2 separate regions of the Mus musculus genome follow, and region 1 is linked to region 2. Evidence: chromatin contacts called from public ChIA-PET data. All regions are on one chromosome and are shown on one strand. Each heading gives the region's core, a stretch centred on a gene start, on an enhancer-like site or on the middle of the called end of the contact. The rest is flanking DNA. Distances are from core to core; before and after follow the strand shown.

Region 1 (4,159 bases), core at 634-3,133, 160 kb before region 2:
TGTTTAAAAAAAAAAAAAACCCAAAAAGCCCAATGAGGAACAATTGGTGATTTTTATGCAGAAACTAAATAATCCTTAATAAATAAATCTATATTTTGAAATCACACCTGCATGTGTCTGTGGCGCTTGATTCTTTTAGTATTTTCGGTGTCAAAGGTTCCAGCTGGGGGCTGTGAGAGTTAACCCGGCACTCCTGGGAAGGGGGGACCTGCACTGATGAACCAACTGCCTCCTCCTGACTGACAGGCCTGTGGGCACACCTGTGCTGCCTGCTCTTGACTGCTAATTGATGCAGGATGCCCCGCCCACCCTGGGCGCTGCCATCCCCTGACAGGAGGACCTGGGCTGTGTAGGAAGCTAGGAGTTAGTGTTCCTCTGTGGTCTCTGCCTCAGGTTGCTGCCTTGACTGCACTCTATGATGGACTGTCCTGTAAGGCAAATAAATTCTCACACACACACACATGCCAGCTGATTTTGGTCAGAGGTATGGCTGTAGCCACAAAAAGCAAACTAGAACAGGGACCCTTCAGCCAAATCCTTCAAGGGCCTGTCTTCTGGTCTGACTCAAAAAAATATAACTGGTAATCAGATAAAGAGGTTTCACAGAATAAAAGAAATCACATATATAGCTCCTCTGAAACACCAGTATCTAAACCTGGTGGCATGTAGCTGCAATTCCAGCACTTTAGAAGCAGATGTAGGAAGATTGTGAGTTCAAGGCCAGCCTGGGCTACATAGCAAGACTGTTGAGCAACAAATGAGGGGAGGGGGAGAATCATGATTCTCAGTGGGGGCTGAAAAACGACCGTCCCTTGGCTAGATTAAGGGGAGGGTGCGTTCTTCGTTTGCCTTGGATTCTGCCCAGGTCGAAGAAAAAGCCGATTCTTTTTCTGATACTAGGGTTACAAGGAGAGGGAAATATTTTTCCTTGACCTCTGGGCAGTGCCCGAGGGAGACACAGGTACCCAGTTTGGAAGGCTGGCTTCAGACATGGCCAGGGGATGGAAGTCTGTGAGGCCTGATTGCTTGCAGAGAGGTTGGGCTACCTGCCAATAAAAGACTTCCATCTAGTGTCTTCCATCTCGTTCCAGTGTACTGCAGTAAGGTCGGGAGGGCTCGTCTTTTTTTTTTTGTTTTAGAAGGGAGAGACTTGCCCAGGGCCAGTCTCCTTCACTCCGGGCACCTGCTGGGAGATTTTGAGCCCAGAGACAGGTGTCTAGCTCATCCCTGTCATTAGGGCACTGAATTCTTCCTGGGGTATGGAGAGAAAGAACACACACTGAACACAGGTATACCAGGCCCAGCCAATGGGCTTCAAAATATCAGTTCACCTGGAATGTCAGGAGCCCCACTTACCAGAGGAGAAAACAGCCCCGTCCCCCGGGGGACTCCTATCTCACTCCATGTCCCCAATAGTGAGACAATGGGTTCCTCAAACCCCCAAGTAGCCCCTTAGGTATCCCTCAAATAACTTCTTATGCCAAGAAACTCCAAGTGTCCGAAGTTTGCTTGACCTATTTGCTTGTTGAGTCACTCACTTAAAACGCCTACTCTCCAAACTTTTTCTAACGTGTGCCTGATGCCGACGACAGATCGAAGCATCCTCCACGCTTCAGGCCCCAGTTTCCTCATCTGTAACGCCGAGGTCTTACCAGGCTTAAGTTTAAACATTACCGCGGTATCTGCAAGACGACTGCAGCGGTTTGGAGCTGCTTAGCGAGAGTGTAAAAACTGCACCCCCGTGTGGAAGGCATGTGAGATGTAGTTTCCGCGTGTCCGGTAGGTGGCGCTGTCCGCACGCGTCTTTGCTGGGGGAGCCAGGGGCGGGGCCTGCCAACCACTCCTCCGCGTCCGGCCGGCGGCCACGCCCACAGTGGGCGGGCACAGTCCACTTCCGCATTCTGACTTCAGGCTTCCAAAAGTCTCATACTCTCTGCTGCTGCTGCGCGGTCAGCACCTGACAGTTCTTTCGTGGGTCTGTCTGCACGCCTCTCTGTGCCCGTTTCCCCACGTGTACGCTACAGAAGCAATCTTTACTTTTCAGGATCATGTAAAATACCGTCTGGAAATGCTTGACACAAAAATAAGTAAGTAAGTAAATAAATTGCGCTGGAGAGATGGCTGTTATTCTCAGTCCTCACGTTTAGGATGACAGCCGTCTGTAATTCCAGTTCCATGGGATCTTGCGCCCTCTTTTGAACTCTCTGGGCACTGTGGGGCACGTGGTGCGCACATATACACAGAGGCAAAACACTCATATAATAAGATTTTTTTTTAAAAAATTAATAAATTGCCAGGCAGCGGTGCACGCCTTTAATCCCAGCACTTGAGAGGCAGAGGCAAACAGATTTCTGAGTTCGAGGCCAGCCTGGTCTACAGAGTGAGTTCCGGGACAGCCAGGGATACACAGAGAAACCCTATCTGGAAAAACCAAACCAAACCAAAACAAATAATAATAATAATAAAATGTCTGGTGCATGGGAGATTGTCAACACTCACCTTTGCTAATATTTTTTTTATTTATTGTGATTCTGACACCTGGCTGGAGCTCCTCAAGGGACAACCTAGCCCCAGTTTAATTAGCTAAACCTCAGCACAGTCACTTCTTGTTCAACCACACATCAGATCTCATGCTGACACATCAGCCTAGCATGCCGGTGGCACATGCACATGCCTTTAGTCTCAGCACTGGGGAGGCAGAGGCATGTTGATCACTGAGTCTGGGGCCAGCCTGGTCTACAGAGTGAGCCTGGCTGTATAGTGAGACTCTATCTCAAGACAGACAGACATTCTAGACTGTTCTGTAATCTGGCTGCTATTTCTTTTTTTTTTTTTTTAAGATTTATTTTACTTATTATGTGTGAGTACACTGTAGCTGTCTTGAGACACCAGAAGAGGGAATTAGCCACCATGTGGTTGCTTGGAATTGAACTCATGATCTCTGGAAGAGCAGTCAGTGCTCTTAACCGCTGAGCCATCTCTCCAGCCCCTGGCTGCTATTTCTCCCTCTCCTCAATGTGTTGTATGACTCTGGGTAAATCACTTCTTTCCTTGGGACCTCCATTTTGTCATCTTTAAATGGGGGGTGGGGCAGTGTTGGTTACATATTTCAAAGTTCTAGCTTCTCAGTTCTGTTCACCTGAATGGACACCTAAGCCCAAAGAGCAGTGTCTGGCTTATCCTAGCCGTGTAGTAACATCAGTCCTTAGCCTGTGTCCTGGGAGGGGACCACACTCTGCAGCCTTGAGCCCCAGAGAAGGCTGACAGTCACAGCTACTTGGTAACTAACCCTAAGTCATTCCTTGGTCTGTGATGATTGCCTGGAAAGAGTCCTTCAGCTCCTGTTTACAGAGCATCTACTCTGCACAAGACCCTGATGTAGGCTCAGCGAATCCTGCAACATGGCACAGAGGCACCAGCCCCAGCCCCAGAGCAGAGAGAGTCACGAGGTTTGAGAGTGAATGGCAGACGGGACGTTGTCATGGGGATTACTTACGGAGTCCTGATTTAACCTGGGAGCTGACTGACGTAGAACTCTCTGAAGAGATGTCCTTAGAGCTGAAACCTGAGCAGGTTACAGCAAGAGGCTGGTAATATTTCGTGCAAAAGCCCTGGAGTTAGGGAGGAACATCTGTCTTTCCTGATAGCGCGAGGGACAAATACCACGTCTAATGCTCTTACACGACGGGCAAGTTCTACCACTTGGGTATGAGTTGGTATGTGCTAGGGACAGAGAGAGAGAGGCCCATGTAGGCAGAGCCTGGCCGTCTAGGGAAGATGTCTCCCATAGGTGCTGAGTTTACTAGAGGGGCTTGGCTTCTATTCCAAGAACAGAGAACTGTTTTAGTGAGAAGACAGTGACAACGTTGACACTATAAGCAGCTGTTCGCCAGGTGCTCAAGGAGGCCCTGGTCATGGACTCTGGAGAAGCGTTGATAGTCCTAGCACCTGGCTCCTCCTGATTGGCATCAACACTGGCACCAGCATCGCCTGCCTTTGTGGTCTGACCTGGTGGGTGGGGGTGGGGTGTCTTCCAAGTCCTGGGACTATAGCTCGGTCACTAGAGTGCTCTCCTGGCAGGCAAAGCCCCAGCATCCCAATGTCTGGATGCGGTGGCTGGCACACACCTATTATCCCAGACTTGGGGGGGGGGGCGGAA
Region 2 (4,220 bases), core at 1,539-4,038:
TCCTGGTGGGCCCGGAAGACAGAAATGCACCGAAGGTAATCCAGAGGTCAGACTCCTGGCTTCCTGCCCACTATGCTAAAGCCCACAGTGCCCCAGGGAGAGAAACTGGGCTCTGAGGCCACGGGAGCCAATGAGACCATCACACCTGCACTTCATGGAGGGTTTTGCCTCAAAAGCAGCCTTGAGGTTGATACAGATTGGTAGATCTGTCAACACTCTAGCCCCTTGATGTGTGGGTTCGACACTCTGTCTTGGGTCACTGGTGGGCCTACATCCGTCACATACTGGGACACTCTGGCTCTCTTCCTGCTTCGGGCTGATCCTCTTTCAACACCCTCTCTTGTTAGAACACCCACCAGCCCCACAGCAAGCAAGGACCACTTCTAACCTCGTTTAATAGATAGGGATAACGTGGCTCAGAGAGGTTGAGCCACTCCCTGGAGGGTGCAGAGCTAGGTCTCCATAACCACCCTTCATACCACTTTATGATATCAGAACGCCAGGAGTCCAATGTCCCAGATGCCCAGGTGGCAGCTGTCCAGGGCTTCTTCAGTGATCTCAGAGGCTTGTGACGTTTCCCCACCCCGTGTGCTCCCGCGCAGTCAGGACCTGTTATCTGTTTTGCACATGGCTTGCGCCCGTCAGGGTAATGGACTGTGCTTGTCCTAGCAGAGGTGGCCTCTGGCAGGGATGATGTATGAGGCGCTATTGTTTGATATGAATGCATTAGGCGACATTCCCGATAAAGACTTTACCAGCAGAACCATGTGTGCTGGCAGCAGTCCCCACGGAGGGAGAGGCAGGGGCAGAGGCAGAGGCAGAGGGAGGCCACCTTGGGAAGCAGACACACTGGGTTGGATGGGCTTCCACAACTTCTGGGTCCTGAGCCCACCAGGCAGTAGGGTCAAGCCCTACGGGCCTCACTCTCAGAACATCAGAAGCCAAAAGGACTGAGTCCTGGGCTCCCAAATCCTCAGAAACAACATCTCCTGGGGGAAGGATTCTGGGAAGAGATGGCATCACTGGACCTTCTGGATTCGGTTCCCCCAGTGAACCTGACACCAGTGGTTTGCACCAAAGGAGCCTCCCTAAGTGTGATCCCTGGGACCCTAAGTGTGACCCCTGGGACCCTGCTGCTTAAAATTCCTCCTCACCGGATACAGAAACAACATCTATCCCTCCTCCCAAGGCCCCTACAGCAAGCTGGGGTGCTATTAGGCCAAAGTTCAGTCAGGAAATGTGCTTCCTTACAGAGCATAGATGAGGGGTGCCTACAGGAGTGTGGATGCTCCCCAAAGGCCTAACTAAGAAGCCCTTGCCCAGCAGGGATGGCTCCCTCCATAACCTTCCACAGCCTCTGCACTCTAGGCCTTCCCATTACCATGTGTTACTGAGGCAGACTTGCACACAACACATGGTAGAGAGTATTGGAGACTCAGATGAGGGTCTTGTGCCCCCTCTACTCCTTGGCAGTGGGAAAACAGTCAAAAAGCCCAGCTGGGGAATCCTGTTACAAGGGAGCAAGATGGAAGTTGCTTGGTTTGTGTACTGGCTGGTTTTGTGTGTCCACTTGACACAAGCTGGAGTTATCACAGAGAAAGGAGCCTCCCTTGAGGAAATGCCTCCATGAGATCCAGCTGTGAGGCATTGTCTCAATTAGTGATCAAGGGTAGAAGAGCCCATTGTGAGTGGTGCCATCCCTGGGCTGGCGGTCCTGGGTTCTATAAGAAAGCTGAGCAAGCCAGGGGAAGCAAGCCAGTAAGTAACATCCCTCCATGGCCTCTGCATCAACTCCTGCCTCCTGCTTTCTGTGTTTTCCATGGGGGCTTCCTGGGGACATCCCACAGATCTGATGGCTGATTCTAGGCAGCATGGAAGGAAAGGAGAGCCCTGTTGGGTATCTGGGAAGTCCCCTCCACCAGTCCTTTGTGTGCAGCAGAGTGGAACTTTATTGCATTCAAACCCACCCTTTGCAACCTGCACCCCCAGGACAGGAGTCAACAGAATTCAGACATGGGCCCCGTGGAGGCCCCCAACAGCCTCTAGGATGGGTATCCTAGGACACCATGAAGAGCCTCAACAGAGATCAAGTAAGCCGGAGTCCTGGGACACAAATACGAAAGACATTCCAGGAAAGGAAGTGAGTTTGTGCCAGTTTGGAGCAGGGTGGCTTCAGGCATACAGACAGCTCTGGATATGGGGGAGTCCCGTGAGAAATTCAAGTGTCCTCAGCCCCATCCCTCTGCACATGGAGTCCCAGCTGTGTCTGGCGCTGTCTTGGGCTGGAGCTCAGTGGTCCCCCAAGCTGGAGGCAAACAGGAGGGGAGGAGCAGAGAGAAAGCAAACACGGGCCCAAGCGCCAGGTGTTGGTAGAAGGTTGCTAGGTAAGAGAACTTAGACAAGCAAGAAGCCGAATTTGCTTATCTTCTTCCCGTTCTGATGTGGTTGAGTTCTGTCTGGGAAGACAGAACAGCTTCTGCTGTATAACGTAGCGGTCACAGCCAAAGCCACACAACCTAATGTGACACTCCAGCCCAAGGTAGCCATTTCTAATTCATATTCTCTTCCTCCCTCACTCCCCCCTCCCTGTTTTGTGCTTGTGGTTCGTGATATGATCCTTCAGCTTCTTGTACCTGGTACCAGGCCTGCCACCTGCTGTCTCTGCTCCAACCAGCGTGGACTCTAGTGCTTAAGGAAACACAAATGCACTCTTTTCTAAGTTGACTTGCCATCGTGTTTGATCACAACAACAGGAAAGCAGCTGGTCTGGCTAGGGATGAAACCCACGGCTTCCTGTGTGTGAGATAAGCACTCTGCTACCTCCCCAGCCCACAGCCTCTTTTGCTAGGCTCCAGGCAAGACAATGAAGACAGCTGAAGGTGCCTGACTCCCGGACCTCTGAATGGCCCCAGCCCTCCGTTTTCTCATCTATAAAATGTGGGTATTTTAAAGCACCCTCAGAAAAGGTATGGTCAAGAAAGGCAAGGTGGTGTTCAGGACCGGCCATAGTGACAGGCCTTCCTTCCCAGTCCATCTTGGCTGGCTCAGAGACTTCAAACACGGCAGGAAAAACCTGGAAATACATGAGGCCACACTTGGCTCTCTCTGTACCCCCCACTCCCACCCTGCACCCTCTGAGAGGCCACACAGCCCCCAGCCTTGCCCTCAGGTCCCCTCTACTGCCTTGTTGCCTGTCTCTAAACTTTGCCCCTCCCTAACCTGCCATCTGTCGCTCGACATCCAGCATCCAGGAAGTCTCTTTGCCTCAGTGAGCTTCGTGCCAGGAGTTCAGCCATGTTCCACCACAGAAGCTTCCAGAGATAAAGCCATAGGAGCCGTGGGGTTTTCAGACCTGTAGCTGTCCACCCTGCCCACCCAAAACCCACCCCAGGGCTCATCAGAAACAGGCTACACAGAGTATGGCTGCAGATGTGATTCTTGAAGTTAATTTACACCCCATTTACACAGGCTCCAGATACCAGAGATTCTGGGCAGGTTTATCTGAATGCCAAGGGAGAGAGGGAAGGAAGGGCTGGGGCTGAGCCTGGGCCCTTTCCACCCAGCCACTTCTTCTCCCTGGTCCATCTCTGAGGACAGCAGTCCACAGATACCTTAGCATTCACTGTTCCTTCCCTGAGCCCCAGCCCTTGCACCCCAAAACTTCCACGCTTGAGTCACGGATGGCAGGCATTCTAGGAACAGAAATCTCATGTCCTGGTAGCTCCTGGGCATGTAGGGTCTGACTCAGTGCTTCTAGGATTGTGTGACAGTCAACTGTCCACTGGCCTCTGTGGATAGAACTGAGTCCTCAGAAGCATGTGGTGATGTCCACAGCCCAGAGAATGGGGCCTTAATTGGAGATGTAGCTGCCCTTGGTTTCAGGGATGGAGAGGCCTTCCGGTCAGAGGTAATTAATGAGGATCCTAACTCACCCATGGGATCAGAACCCCTTTAAAAGACCTCAGAGTCAAAGGTGAGGCTTGTTTGTCCTCCTGTCCTTCTGCCATGGGAGGACACAGTATCTCCTCCTTTAGAGGATATACCACGTCACTGTCCTGCACACAGAGAATGGGCTATCTCCAGACCACACTGGCCATGCCTTGGTTCCAGCTTCCCCAGCTGTAGAACTGAAAGTCTCACCTTCCCATCCTCTCCCTGTCAGTTCTCTGGTCTGGGCCTCTTTGTCATGTGGCATGTGCTCACTGCCATGATCTGAGGAG

What was found. ChIA-PET counts read pairs in DNA pulled down with a chosen protein or histone mark.
Region 1: a contact with region 2 is called in an RNA polymerase II ChIA-PET map of memory CD8 T cells, with 6 read pairs. The contact joins two enhancer-like sites. A contact is called at or near these places in 1 of 39 promoter capture datasets (liver), 1 of 115 datasets of contacts at active chromatin or transcription factors (memory CD8 T cells) and 1 of 9 other capture datasets (pancreatic islet).

What each region holds. Positions count from the first base shown.
Region 1 is chr5:114,665,350-114,669,508 of GRCm38.p6, reverse strand. Gltp (glycolipid transfer protein) reads left to right here. Exons shown (of 5, transcript NM_019821.2): 5 at 1-19. Among named protein-coding and RNA genes, the nearest start is that of Trpv4, 9.0 kb to the right of the region's middle. Within about 2 kb of position 1,883, at least 246 of the 459 cell types and tissues checked have an H3K27ac peak or open chromatin away from gene starts, as enhancers often do. A contact at or near this core is called in memory CD8 T cells and pancreatic islet, where this site is marked.
Region 2 is chr5:114,503,984-114,508,203 of GRCm38.p6, reverse strand. No RefSeq gene overlaps it. Among named protein-coding and RNA genes, the nearest start is that of Gm34722, 26 kb to the right of the region's middle. Within about 2 kb of position 2,788, at least 53 of the 459 cell types and tissues checked have an H3K27ac peak or open chromatin away from gene starts, as enhancers often do. A contact at or near this core is called in memory CD8 T cells and pancreatic islet, where this site is marked.